2 separate regions of the Mus musculus genome follow, and region 2 is linked to region 1. A link is a contact called in public promoter capture Hi-C data. All regions are on one chromosome and are shown on one strand. The core of a region is the stretch at or near the end of the contact, and the rest is flanking DNA. Distances in the headings are between cores, read along the strand shown. Region 1 holds the start of Rgl3 (ral guanine nucleotide dissociation stimulator-like 3). Region 2 overlaps Zfp809 (zinc finger protein 809).

Region 1 (7,099 bases), core at 2,369-4,868:
AGCTGATTTTGACGGTGCCCTTGACTGTCCCCCACCCTCAAAGCAGACCCACCGAGACCACGTATTGCTGCAGTCAGAAGATACAATACAGGACCACCAGCGCCACAGGGAGGAGGAGCTGAGGCAGCGCTGGAGCATGTACCAGATGGAAGTGATGTTTGGCAAGGTCAAGGATGCCACTGGAGTAGCTGAATCGCATGTGAGTGCCTCGGGCTTGCACCAGGCAAGCAAAGGCTCCTCTCTGCTTAAAGGTGTCCTCTCCTGTCTGTTCCAGCTCCAGCTCCCGTAGAGCTGTCCACATTAGCCCTCGCTTACTTCCACTCCTCCCCTGAGCTGACTTCTTTGGTATGTCAGTCCTGGGTGTTTTATTTGTCAGGTTCTGTTTCTCAGACCATGGTGGAATCAGGGCCTGTTCTGTGCCCTACTTTTGGTAAGAGCGGCTTTGCTTTCCAAGACCTTGTGTGTCTCTGGTGCCTGTCCTGCTTCAGAACAGCACACACCCCCTGCCCCCAACCCACCCCAGTCAGTTTCTCCAGTTTAGGTTCTCTGCTGCTCCTCAAAGGGGTTAATCACCAGGAGGGCCAGGACTCTGACCTTTGTGATCAGCTGTCCAAGGTCCCTTTGCAGAAATGGGTCTAGAGCCGGTGAGATGGCTTGATGGGTAAACATGATTGCCCAAGCCTGGCAACCTGAGTGCCATCCCTGGGCCCCAAGCTGGAAAGTGAGCGCTTTCTGAAATCCACATGTGCACCTTGGCACATGCATATGCAAACGGCTGGGAGGGCTGATGGAGCTCTAGAGACACAATGTCTTTGCCCGATCTGAACTTGCTGGCACAGTCATTTTTGAATAGAGAATATTCACTGCTGTGCTGCCTTCCGCATGCAGATTTTAGCTGACTCAAATATAGGTGGGAAAGGGCATGGGGCAAAGTGCAGCCTTGGAGTAGTCGGGAGACTGACCCACACTATCCTCATACATTGTTGTGTGACAGAGAGAGGACCATAGTGTCCTCGGGGCCTCCCTTGTTCCAGGCTCTGACCAGGGATGTGTGGTCCGCAGGCGGTAGTGCGCAGGTTCCTGGCCCAGGATGAGACCTTCACACAGTTGGAGAATCTCAAGAAGGACAATGAACTGGCGTTGGCGAAGTTGAAGGAGGAGAAGCAGCGGCTCCAGAGGGAGCTGGAGAACCTCAAGTACTCGGGGGATGCTACGCTGGTGAGGTGAGGCTTCGGTGGCTGAGGGGAGGCTACGGGGACGCTGGAGTCAGCCATTGGCAGCTGCTGAACCTCCTGGCTCCCGGCAGCCAGCGGAGGCTCCACGAAGAGATGCAAAAGACATTCAAGAAGGAGGAGCAGCGTCACAATGATGTCCACGAGAGACTGGAGCACACCTCGCGAATCCTCCAGTTGGTCAAAGATTGCTTGGAGCATTTGGCCAACAAACTGAGTCACGTAAAACTGGTAGGCCCCGCCCTTTTAAATAACCCCCATTGATGCTCCGCCCCGGGGAGGCCCCACCCCAAGGAGCTCCACCCCAATGGACACTGTCCCTGGGAGGCCCCACTGCAGAACCTCTTCCACATTGAAAGCCCTAATCCATGCCTGGCAGCCCTGCCCATGTCCTCCCAGAGCGTCAGCGCAGTTGGCATAAAGATGCCACACAAGCCATAGGCTCCCAGCCCTGTCTCCTGCCCAGAATGCAAAGTTCCACACCATGCATCGCTGTCTTGGTCCTACATTCCGGGGGAAGTCCTCTTTTGCTCAGTCTCAAACTCTGACTCTAATGGGCAACCATCAGCCCAACTCAGGTGTCCCATGTCTATGGGGCGGTGCGGCCCTGGGTGAAGAAGGTCCCACTTTGTCCACAAGAGCTCCATTTCTTCAGAAAACCACCCTCACACTGGCCTAGGTCGTGTCATTAATCTCAAAGAGACCTCCATGTAGCTCAGATTCAAAGATTCCACCCTCAAGGCTAGGTTTTCATTTTAGAGGCCCTGCCCAGTAGTGGTAGACACGCACCTCAAAGCTATGAAAGCCCACTTGTTGGGTGAATCGTGTCCCCACCTAGGTGCACGGTATCTCTCAGCTAACTTGGCCCGTCCCCACCACAGGATGATACGGTATTGGCAGGAAAGAAGTTAGACCGGGACTCAGAGGACTACGCTTACAATCTGCTGGTAGTTGTCCAGGAAAAGCTGCTGAAACTGCAGGACCAACTGGAGAGCCAGGACGTGCCTGAGTTGCTGCGACACATAGCAGACCGAGAGGTTCACACACATCCTCCGCGGCCAGTGGGGACCAAGGCAGGGGGTGGGGGTGGGGGTGGGGGAGGGAGGGTCGAAAATCAGAGAGCAGACTGACATAGGAAACAGGTGCTGAATGGGCGTGAGCTTCATAACCAGAGTAGCGAAGCCTGGACTGGGTGGATCTCAGGTGGCAGGGCCTCCGAAACCAGGCAGCGAAGGGTGGGCAGTGATCTCCACCTAGAATCCGGTAGAAACTCAATGTAAGGTGCACGGAGGTGGAACAGAGCCTCACTGCCATCCCACATCTCTCTCCGGCCTCCCCCTACCCCCCCCCCCCGCAGTTCCTGGCCACGCTAGAAGGAAAGCTGCCCCTATACAACACCCGCATCCTTCTGCCCGTCGCCAGTGTCAAGGACAAGTTCTTTGGTCAGTGTGGGCCAAAGGGGGATGAATGGGAGGGGCGCGAGGTGGCCTTAAGTCAAGGCCAAGGAGGAGGTGCATGGTGTGGCGAAGGCTGGGAAGGGAAAAAGAAACGGTCCCTCACCCTCCCCATCACCCACCCCTGCCTCTCTCTGTAGATGAAGAGGAGAGTGAGGATGATGACCGTGATGTGGTGACCCGCGCTGCCTTCAAGCTCCGTTCCCAGAAGTTAATCGAAGCCCGCAGCAAGAAGCGCAATAGGTTGCGCAGATCTTAGACTCGCAGTCAAGTCCTATCGGATGCCTCCGGGACTCTAGGGAGCCCTCCGACCCTCTGGGTCCACCTACGGGTGGTGTGTGTCTGGGAGCCCCGGAGGCTCCTTCAAGGGCTTGGAGGAAGCTCAAGCAGGGAGCACCGCAGGCCAGCAGCGCCCGGAGGAGAGAAAAGGCCGAGCCAGAAGTTCCCACAGTAAATCTCTCGAGGCGGGTTGGTGCCCGCCTCGGAATCGCGCAATAAAGGTCACTGAACAACCCCCTGGGTATTCACCTCTTTTTGACCCTGCACCGCCCCCAAAAGGCTGCCCCCACAAAATGCAGGGCCACAGACACTTCGCGGCTTCTAGCCTGAGATGGCATGGCTTCCATCACCTATGGTACAGATTCAGTGTGCCCTCCTTCTCCTCCAGACATAGGAGACACCCTCGACACCTGGGATTGATCAACCCCAACCTAGTATAAAGCACTTCCCTCCCAGGGACACAGACCTGTTGTCGTGTCCCCTGCACCCATATGTCTGAGTGACAGATTGACCCGCACTTCTGGGAAGGAACGGGACTTCTAGGCTAGCCTGGGTGCGGGGATGGGGTCCGGCTGGGGACCTCTGGAATTGTGGGACCGCCTTGCCCAGCCCCGCCCCACGACTGGACGCTCGGCTGCCCCGCCCCACTGCCCGCTGGCCCTTCCGCTTCACTCAGCGGCGCCAGGGAGCAGGACGGGCACCGGGGCCATGGAGAGGACAGCGGGCAAAGAGCTGGCCCTGGTAAGAGGAAGCTGGGGATCCTCGGACCCCACGTCCCTAGTGTACCCCCAGATTCAGAAACTCCAGGCGACCGCCCCTCGTTTTCTAATCTTTCTGCAAAATGGATGTGCCTTGGAGTCCCCATTTGGGGATTCAGAGTTCCTGACCCCGTGAAGCGGCTAGTTTGGGGGATGGGGACGGGGGTCTGAGGAATCTCAGGAGGAGGTGACAGATTCTTTGTGACATTGGACTCTGGGATATCCCCAAATGATACTCCATCCACTCAAGACCTGGGAGAAGGGTATCCGTGGCGAAGACCTGGGATCCCACCCCGAGTCTTGAATACTCTGTTCGGGAAAGTGGGCCAAACATAAAGGCAGGGGGCTGAAGCCGGAGGGACTTCCCTGAGCCCGCCTCCACATCCAGGCGCCGCTGCAGGACTGGGGCGAGGAGACCGAGGATGGCGCCGTGTACAGCGTCTCCCTGCGGCGGCAGCGCAGCCAGCGCTCGACCCCAGAGAGGTCTGGAGAAGGCCAGGTGAGGAAGGGACTGAGGCGAGCAAGTGAGGGCGGACTCAGCTCAGGGGCCTGGGAGTTGGGAGGAGAGGGGGAAGCTGGAGAGCTGAGGGTGAGCCTCCCTAGAACTACGGGGCCAGGAGGAAGGGCGGAGCTAAGAGGCGACCAGGTGTGTGGAAAGGGCCTGGGGGCGGCCAGGTGACTTGGTTTGAATCCAGGAAACGGGGTGGGGCCAGGTGATAGCGCTCCCCCCAAAGGCGAAACTGACCGGCAGGGTGCAGGAAAGCAGAACGGAGGAGCGGCCAGGTGGTGATGGGTGGGACTCAGGCTTGGCCAGTGAAGCTTGGCTGCAAAACTGCCTGAAGCCTGGGGTGGCGGGGTGAGGAGGGCACAGAGGGAAGTGCTAGAGTAGTGGGGTGTCCTGCGGGGTTGATGTGAGCATTGCATGATTGGTGTATATTTAGGGAGTCTCGGAGTTTCAGAAAAGGACACAGTCACACCCCCCCAAAAAAAGTGCCAGAGATGGGTATAATTGGAAACAAGGTGCTTGGAACGCTCCTCACCTTATTTCATTCACTGCCCCACTCCCCCGCAGACCCCCATCCCGGCTACCGACACCTTCCTTCATTACCGAACCAGCAAGGTGCGGGCGCTGAGGGCCGCCCGACTGGAGCGGCTGGTGCATGAGTTGGTGTCCGGAGACCGCGAGCAGGATCCTGGCTTCGTGCCTGCCTTCCTGGCCACCCACCGGGCCTTTGTACCCACAGCCCGCGTTTTGGGTTTTCTGCTACCCCCGCCACCGCCGCCGCCACCACCTCCTGCTGGGTCAGTCATTTTCAGGAGACCCGCATGTCCCCATCCCCAGAACCCCATCTACCTGCGCACACACACATACACCTCAAATTTAGAACCGAGGTCCTAACGCCCTATAGCTCTGTTCCCATCTGATAGAGGCTTTCTTCCCAGGGTAGACAGCAAGAGGACAGAGGGACAAGATCTGAACTTCAGCAAGAACCTGAGGTCGGTTTCCATTCCCGTCCACACCCTCGACCCAAGGGAGCGTGGGGGAGGGATCTCAAGGTCGGGTCTGACGACTGCAAGGTTGGGAACGTTTAGATCCTTGGACTCAATTTTGAGCCACACACCCCTCTGTTCAGGGCTGTAGTTTCGGTGCTGGGTTCTTGGCTGCGAAATCATCCTCAGGACTTCCGGGATCCCCCTGATCATCAGAACCTAGGCAATGTCCGAATCTTTTTGGGCTGGGCAGCCCCAGGAGGGGCAGAAGCCAGGGAAGCAGAGAAACTTCTAGAAGATTTCTTGAAGGAGGCTAAGGGAGAGCAGACAGAGGAGGAAAAGCGACTGGCTTGGTCAGGTAAGGGACAGTCAATTCAGGTGACATTCTGAGAGAATACCACCTGCCCAGCTCCAAATGACAGACCCCGAATACATTTTATTTATTTATTTTGGTGCTTGGGAATAAACTCAGACTTTTGTGCAAACGTTATACCCCTGAGCCACACCCCCCAGCTCTTGGACAAAACTCTCTTCCCTCCCTCCCTCCCTCCCTCCCTCCCTCCCTCCCTCCCTCCCTCCCTCTCTCCCTCCCTTCCTCCCTTCCTCCCTCCCTCCCTCCTTCCTTCTCCTTCCTTCCTTCCTTCCTTCCTTCCTTCCTTCCTTCCTTCCTTCCTTCCTTCCTTCCTTCCTGTGGTCTATGCATGTGTTCATGTGTGTGGGTGTACATGCACATGTGTGCACATGAATGTGGAAGGCAGAGACAATACTAGGTGTCTTCCTCTATTGCTGTCTCTTAGGATTGGAGACAAGGTTTCTTCTTGAACCCGGAACTCACCCATTTGGCTAGACTGCCTGGCTATTGAGCCCCAAGGGCCTCTTGCCCAGGGTTTGGCTTGCAGTCAACTGTTCCTGGGTGCTGAGGATCTGAACTCAGGTCCTCACACTTTCATGGGCAAACATGTAACCACTGAGCTATTTCTCTAGCCGCGTGGGCAAGGCCTTTAATTTTAAACTAAATAACCTTGTTTTCTCCACCTGATCACACATTTAGCAGTTGCCTAGTGTCCTCCTGCATGCAGAGATCCTCTGTCCTCTGATTTGGGATGTCACTTAGTGGCTGAGTGCTTACCCAGCCTAGAACAGTAACCTGGGTTCAAATCCCAGGCCTACCGTTATGTGGCCTCTGTTAGGTCTCTTCCCCTCTCTGAGACCAGCTCCCTTAAGTGGGAGTGATCATGTACCTGCCTCGTGGAGTCTCCACTTAACAAATGTTGAACCACTAGCTCTGGCCTCGAAACAGTGGACTTGGGTTCCCACCCTCCTGGGAAGGACATCTAACAAAATCAGTAAGCAGTAAGGGCTGGCCAAATGTCTTGGTGTTTTGTTGAATTTGTATTTATTGTCATTGTGTGTGTGACCCAGGCATATGGATTCTTGCAAGCCACAGAAGGTATAATCCCTTGGAATCTGTTCTCTCCTACCTTTCTATGGGTTCTGTGGTTTAATGACTGGCCCATCTGACCAATCATATTATTAGTAAGTGGTTTTCTTTTCCAAGACAGGCCCTCATGTAGCCCAGGCTGGCCTCAATATGTAGCAAAGATAACCTTGAACTTCTGACCTTCCTGCCTTCATATCCCCAGTGCTGGGATTACAAGCACCACAGTACCTGGTATTAACTTTTGCTACTATTGTAGCTTTTGTTGTTCCTTTGTTTTTTAAAAGATTTGTTTATACTTCATGTGTTAGAGGGGCTTTCCTGCTTTAAGTGCACCCTGTGCTTGCAGTGCCAGCCAGTGGAGGGCAGAAAAAGACATCCAATCCCCTGGAACTAGAGTCACACACAGTTGTAGCCATTATTTTGTTCTATTTATTTACTTATTTT
Region 2 (7,099 bases), core at 2,072-4,571, 240 kb before region 1:
AAAGTTTTCTAATGCCAGCAAACACAAAACTCATAGGACACATGCGTGTGTAAAGTAGGTGTTATTAAGAGCAAAGGGAAAGAATACATAAACATAACTATACAAAAATAACAATCTCCAAAAAAAATGCAAAGCCTGAGGCTGGTGTCACCACACTATGTTACCGTATCTGCCTAGCAGGAGCAGAGCTCTGAGCTCAGTTCTCAGGACCTACCACAGAACAAGTCTAACAAGCTAGTTAGGGTTACTTAGTTAGGGTTACTATTGCTGTGATGAAGCACCATGACCAAAGCACCTTGGGGAGGGAAGGATTTATTTCACCCACAGTGCCATATAACAGTTCATCATCAAAAGTAGTGAGGACGGGAACTCAAGCAGGGCAGAACCTGGAGGCAGGAGCTGTACAGAGTCTATGGGGTGGTACAGCTGACTGGCTTGCTTGGCCTGCTTTCTTAGAACCCAGAACCACCAGTCTAGAGATGGCCCCTCCCACAACGGGCTGGACCCTCCCCCATCAATCACTAATTAAAAAATTGTCCTACATATTTGCTGACACCTCCACCTTAATTAAGCATTTTCTTAATTGAGATTCCTTCCTCTTAAATGACTTTAGCTTGTGTCAAGTTGATATCCAGCACAAAGTCGCAGCACCATGTGGGGTCCCACAACTGATAGTACAGGTCAAAAAACTGAAAAAACTAAAAGCTTTTGGAACATGCAACCAAAGATTAATCCAAAATCAAATGGGTACTGAATCCAACAGTACAGGGCACAACTTAGCACTTCTGGGTGACTTCACTGTAGCATCTGTTAATGATGGAGTCTGCCAAAAGACCCTCACTCACAAAGACCACAAAAGCCAACATCACTGCAAACCACAAGAGGATTTTTTTTTTTTGATCCAACCCATTGGGGACCCTCCTCTCAGCATGAAGGCAAGAGGAGAGACCCCAGACAAACAAAGAACACACTTTTTATACCTTGTAAGGGGAAGATTTGGGCAACAAGGCTAGCTGGCTTATTTTAACTGGCGTAGCAAGTAACCTTTTCAGGCATTGGCTGGTTTGCATAGGGACTTTGGCCTAGTCCCTCACTCTGCCTGCCCTTATGGGTTTTTTTGTTTGTTTGTTTTGTTTTGTTTTTTTTCAGCATTGTTTAGTCAGTGTATTAGTCAGGGTTCTCTAGAGTCACAGAACTTATGGATAATCTCTAAATAGTAAAGGAATTTATTGATGACTTACAGTCGGCAGCCGAATTCCCAACAATTGTTCAGTCTGTGAATGGAAGTCCAAGGATCTAGCAGTTACTCAGTCTCACGCAGCAAGCAGGCAAAGGAGCAAGAGCAAGAGCTAGAGCTAGACTCCCTTCTTCCAATGTCCTTATATTGTCTCCAGCAGAAGGTGTAGCCCAGATTAAAGGTGTGTTCCACCACACCTTTAATCCCAGATGAAAGGCATAGCCCAGATTAAAGGTGTGTTCCTTAAACTCGGAGATTCAATCTTCTGGAATCCATAGCCACTATGGCTCAAGATCTTCAAACCAAGATCCAGATAAGGATCTCCAAGCCTCCAGATAAGGGTCACTGGTGAGCCTTCCAATTCCGGATTGTAGTTCATTCCAAATATTGTCAAGTTGACAACCAGGAATAGCCACTACAATCCACCCCTTGTCAACTTGACACAAATAATATCTCGTGTTCACATGAAACAATAACAAGGTTGTAAATACGCCTAACCAGGAATAGCCACTACAGTCAGCCAGCTTCCTTATCTGGCTCTGTACTTAGCCTGCTAGTATAGTTGGGAACGTCCCTTCAGAGGGGGAAGGGGCTGAGTGGTCTTGAATTTATTTTGGATTCTACTTTCAGAATATGCAACATGCATGCTTTGCATAGTACATGCCATCACACCACCAATGCATGTCACCTGTAAGACCCTGGTTCAGATTTAAGTATGTTATAAACTGCAGTTCTTGTTCCTTACATAGTTATCTGCTCTTCTGAATCACAGCTTTTTGGGTTAGGGGTTTTTTTGGTAGAAAACAAACACATTTCACACTATCCTACCGTCACCCCTTGCCATTTATTCCTGCACTGTAATACGTCAGATGCATCAGCAATCCGTCTCACTAGTATGCAAAGTTGTTTGCACCTTTAAAAAATATCAATGCTAGATATATGCCAAAACATTATTTTAAAATAAAGTTCTTATTATCAGCAAATGTTTCATATGCACATCTATTTTGTACAGATGAATATCTAAGGACATAAAGATATTTCCTGGTGGAAAAATGGGGTCTCAAGTATAAAGCATTTCAGAATCCCTGACTTTACTTCCACACAAAGGTAACAAGGTTAATAACCATTTACACATGTATCAAGTCCCCTCAAAAGCAAAAATGAATTGACAGATTACACTGACCACTGGGAAAATACGCACACCAATCTCTAGCACAGACAACATGCCAGAGTCCTGGAAAATGAGTCTAGTCACCTAACATCACCCCAGGAAAGGAAGACTAGGTACATATAGCTAGAACCCTACTGTCCAGTGCATAGGAATCTACAGTAACCTATCTAGATCCAGAGCAAACTCTCAGTTCTATATGCTAATGGAAAAGAATCCACTCGTTTCCTGGTCAATCCTGAAAATTTGACCTCAAAGGTCCCATTTCTCTCTAGTAGGGCATTTTGTTAACTGCTGCTGCTGACAGTCGGTCGAGCTTTCCTCTAACCTGCTCCAGGGAGCTAACAGGGCAGGAATCATTAGACCTCCGGCAGCCTGATGAAAGTGCACTGCACAGACAGACCCAGACCCTCCAGTTCCCATCAGGAGTCTGTCCAGATACTTACTGCCATATCTCTAACAGTTGGCTTGTGGGAATACAGGCTAAAATTCAGAAAGCTCTGGGAACAAAGGGACCTGGACACATGAATATCTCTTTCAAGCTATAAAGATGCACAGCTCTAGGGAGAACTAACTACCATTACTTAAACAGACATGATATGAAACTGCCGCTGCCAACATCCCCTATAACCTGAAGATGCTTTGTTCTGCAGCAGGCAGTGGTTGATGCAGGGACTTCCAGCTGGTCAAGGTGTACAGAACAAGGCACTGGACAACTGAGCCTCGAATGGCGCACCTCTACCACATTCCCTATGCCCAAGGCTCGGGGTCATCTTGGGAGAAGGGGAAGAAAGTCTAGGAGGCAGGTGCTAAGGAGGACTGCTCTGAAACACTGCTTTCCCCACCTGTCAGGGACACTGAACTCATGAACTCACAGAAGCTATGACTACAGGCTCAAGATTAAGTCAGGTGAAATTCCAACGTGCCTGGGCTGAGAGGCTCCGAGGCAAGGAGAGTAAAGTTTGCCGTGGCTGTAGCCCAGGCTGCCCGCATTCAGCAAAGACCGTAGACCCTTCTCATGCTGGCAGTGCTAAGTAGTGTAAAGGTTTGTTTTTGTTTTAAATTACATTAGTTGGGGGAAAATTTTTTGGTTTGGTGGGCATGGAAGGAGCTAGAGAAAGGATCTGAACAAAACACATCATATATCACAGGAACTTCTCAAGAGAGTTTTTAAAAGAAGATAAATGCTTAACTATTATAAATTTAGTAATTAGATGTGGTCTATGTGCAGGCTTTGATGGCCTCTTTACTCTGAGACACTATCCTGATGAGAAGCAGGTGCTTTTTGGCAAAGACTTTGTATGATAAAATAGTTTTGTACTGAAGTAAAGGATTGTGAAAAGGAGATCAGAAAAAAAAAAACAAAAAAACAAAAAAACAAAAAAACCAGAAAATTCATGTCACAATGAGACTTATACAAACTAACTTAAGGGACATTGCTAAAAATACATAAAGCTTTCAAAGAGCAAAGACAATATGTTTTCTTAAAAAAAATTTTTTTTTGCAGTTTCTACTAAGTTTGTCAAGATTTTAAATACAGGGTTGGAGAGATAGCTCAGTCTCTCCTAAAGTCCTAAATTCAATTCCTGGCACCCACATGGTGGCTTCTATAATGGGATTTGATGCCCTCTTCTGGCATACAGATGTACATGCAGGTAGAGCACTCATACATAAAAAAATTAGATGAGCATAATGGTACATGCCTTTAAAAAAAATGGGGCTGGTAAACTGGCTCAGCAGTTAAGAAGAGCACTGGCTGCTCTTCCAGAGGTCCTGAGGTCAAGTCCCAGCAACCACATGGTGGCTTACTACCATCTATAAGGGGATTTGATGCCCTCTTCTGGCCTGTGCATCAGAGCACTCATACATTAAATAGATAAAATTACAAATATATATATTTCAATTACAAAAAGTCTTACTGTGAGTCAAGTTTTTAGTGTTACAGAACAGCAGTGTTTCAAACCACAGTTTGTCCTTCAAATCTGTTGTAACTACACTATGGGCATTTAACAGTTATATTGGAATCTAAGACCAGTAAGACAAGGGGTTGAGATGACAATCAATATTTTAGCTAGGTCACAGGAGACCAGAGGATAAACACTTCTTACCAAGACCTTGACCCATCCCGCAGATCACACAACTGATTGAAAGGAGCAAAGGAGGCTAAGGTTCTCCAAACAACCTGCTCAAAGAAACCCTCAAGGAGCCCCGTCTACCCATAACAGGGTCTAATGTGTGGCTATCTACAAGGTCTTAAACACCCAGGAGAAAAGGCTAATCCCAAATAGTATTACAAAATGAAATCCATCAACTCCCAATCATCCTTGCCGAATTCTGCTGAGTCCTGGTATCTACAGTCCCTACAAAGAGAGTCATTCAAGTAACTAGCTCCAGCCAACTTAAAAACCTTATCTGACCCTGAAAGCCCTCAACTCAATAGATCTCAGAGAAAACTAAACACTGGCTTTTTCTTCCTTGTAAACGCCAGGCTTTATTGGACAATCTGGCCAAAGTTTGAATGCAGCGTCCGTGCTGCCAGCACCCATTTTCAACAATTTAACTATGCTAGTCAGTGGGAAAATATAGATAAAATGGACCAAAAAAAAAAAAAGCTTGGGCTGACTGTGGCTGTGAAGGGCTTTTGCCAGCCTTACACCCCCCATCCCCACCCCCCACCCCCCACAGGTTCCCTTTTCTGCCGGGGGGGAGGGGGGGAAGGGGGTCAAGGCTAGGCAAAGTTCGGTTCTCCAACCACAGTTCTTGGGAGGAGCAGGAACATTCTTGAGAAAATGTACTGATAGTCACCTGACCCTCTGCAAAGTCCCAGATAGAGTTCAAATGCGTGCCATGATCTGCCCATGCTTGCTAGCCAATAGATTTAAAAGTCAATATGCTTAGCCAATAAGTTTAAACTGTAACCTTGCTGATGTAACCTGTGCCCCCTAAAAACTATAAAAACTGTGTAATAGCCATTCGGGGGTCACCTAGTCACTTGTCTTGAGGGTCTAATTGAAGGTTGATCCTGATGTGCCGGAAAATAGGCCTCTTGCTTTTGCATCGATCTGTGTCTCAGTGTCTCACTCGGGGGCATCTCGAAGTATCACTAGTGGATCGAGGGTTGGGGTCTTACAGCCAAGCTAGAAAAGGTATTTGCCACCAAGACTGATGTCCACCACATGCACACTATAGCATACCCCCTTATAAATAAATGCAATAAAGCAAAATGTCAAAAATGAAAAGCAAGGTATGTGTGCATTCCTGCAATCCTGCTCAGAGGTAGAAACAGGTGGTCTCTGTGGGTTATAGGCTGGCCTAGTTTACATATTAAGTTCCAGGTTAGCCAGAACTACATACTAAAACCCTGCCTTAAAAAAAAAGCAACTCGGGGCTGGCGAGATGGCTCAGCAGTTAAGAGCACTGACTGCTCTTCCACAGGTCCTGAGTTCAAATCCCAGCAACCACATGGTGGCTCACAACCATCCGTAATGACATCTGATGCCCTCTGGTGTGTCTAAAGACAGCTACAGTGTACTTACATAAAATAATAAATAAATCTAAAAAAAAAAAAAAGCAACTCGGGGCTGGTGAGATTGAAAGACCTCACAACGTGAGGACTCAGGAGAGGCGACACCCTAAATCACTCACGAGAAAGTCTTGTTGCAAACTGCAAGAGGACTTTTAATTCAAGAGCGCTCTCGGGCCCACGGTCATACACCACGCAGGGGTAGAGGACCGTGGCGCCCTGAGTAGATCCAGGGACACTGGGAAAACAGACCTGGTGTCTACTGGGAAATAAGACTTTACTGAGAAAAATATGTATATGAATGCCTTCTGGTTTTTGTAAACATTCTCAAGATGGATAGAAGCTTTTCCCTGTAAAAATGAGACTGTTCAGATAGTCATCAAGAAGATTATTAAAGAAAATTTTCCAAGATTCGGAGTGCCAAAAGCAATAGTGTCAGATAATGGCCCTGCCTTTGTTGCCCAGGTAAGTCAGGGTGTGGCCAAGTATTTAGAGGTCAAATGAAAATTGCATTGTGTGTACAGACCTCAGAGCTCAGGACAGATAAAAAAAAATAAATAGAACTCTAAAACAGACCTTGACAAAATTAATCATGGAGACCGGCGCAGACTTGGTGTTCCTTCCCCTTCCCCTATTTGGAACTAGAAATACTCCCTCTTGATTCAGTCATACTCTTTTTGAGATCGTTTAAGGGGCTCCTATGCCCATCACTGTCTTAAATGATGCGTTTAAACCTATGTTATAATAATGATCTGTGTGCTAAGTTAAAAGGCTTGCAGGTCGTGCAGAAAAAAGTCTGGTCACAACTGGCTACAAGGAACGAGCCGAGTACCCCAAGGACATCTCACCAGTTCCAGCCAGAGACCCTCAAGCCTCCCTAGAAGGGTCCCTGCCTAGTCCTGTTTACGATACCTTATTCTGTTTTTGTTCCCATGTTAAAGATACAGTATAGCTTATGGTCCTCCAGCATCAATACCAACCTATAGTTAAGATAGAAAAAGAGTATGATTTCTACTCTCCACATAGAGATATAGACTTCTGAAATTCTAAGATTAGAATTACTTAGTAGAAGTGAAAGACCCCCGAAGGGAGACCCTCACTCAAGCCTCGGGACAGCCGCGGACCCAAGAAGACACTGAGACCGAACTCAAAATGTAGTGGGCAAGATTTA

What was found. Promoter capture Hi-C pulls out the DNA fragments that hold promoters and counts their contacts.
Region 2: a promoter capture Hi-C map of liver shows a contact between it and region 1, with 2.5 times the contacts expected there. The contact joins the enhancer-like site here to the promoter of Rgl3 in region 1. A contact is called at or near these places in 5 of 39 promoter capture datasets (embryonic stem cells, hippocampal neurons, liver and 1 more), 1 of 15 datasets of contacts at CTCF or cohesin (large pre-B cells), 5 of 484 Hi-C or Micro-C datasets (cerebral cortex, embryonic stem cells and pre-B cells), 7 of 115 datasets of contacts at active chromatin or transcription factors (the SCID.adh cell line, acute myeloid leukemia, embryonic stem cells and 1 more) and 3 of 9 other capture datasets (adipose tissue, liver and pancreatic islet).

The regions. Positions count from the first base shown.
Region 1 is chr9:21,985,972-21,993,070 of GRCm38.p6, reverse strand. Rgl3 (ral guanine nucleotide dissociation stimulator-like 3) reads left to right here and starts at 3,618. Exons shown (of 19, transcript NM_023622.4): 1 at 3,618-3,706; 2 at 4,112-4,222; 3 at 4,796-5,025; 4 at 5,167-5,220; 5 at 5,358-5,572. The coding sequence starts at 3,674. It overlaps Ccdc151 (coiled-coil domain containing 151), which reads left to right. Exons shown (of 13, transcript NM_029939.3): 8 at 47-199; 9 at 1,063-1,223; 10 at 1,307-1,463; 11 at 2,114-2,269; 12 at 2,590-2,674; 13 at 2,827-3,200. The coding sequence ends at 2,945. It overlaps Gm36414 (a long non-coding RNA gene), which reads right to left and starts at 3,575. Exons shown (of 2, transcript XR_379185.4): 1 at 3,432-3,575; 2 at 2,363-2,485.
Region 2 is chr9:22,227,698-22,234,796 of GRCm38.p6, reverse strand. All of the region lies in intron 1 of Zfp809 (zinc finger protein 809), which reads right to left. Among named protein-coding and RNA genes, the nearest start is that of Zfp809, 5.5 kb to the right of the region's middle. Within about 2 kb of position 3,321, at least 12 of the 459 cell types and tissues checked have an H3K27ac peak or open chromatin away from gene starts, as enhancers often do. A contact at or near this core is called in liver, where this site is marked.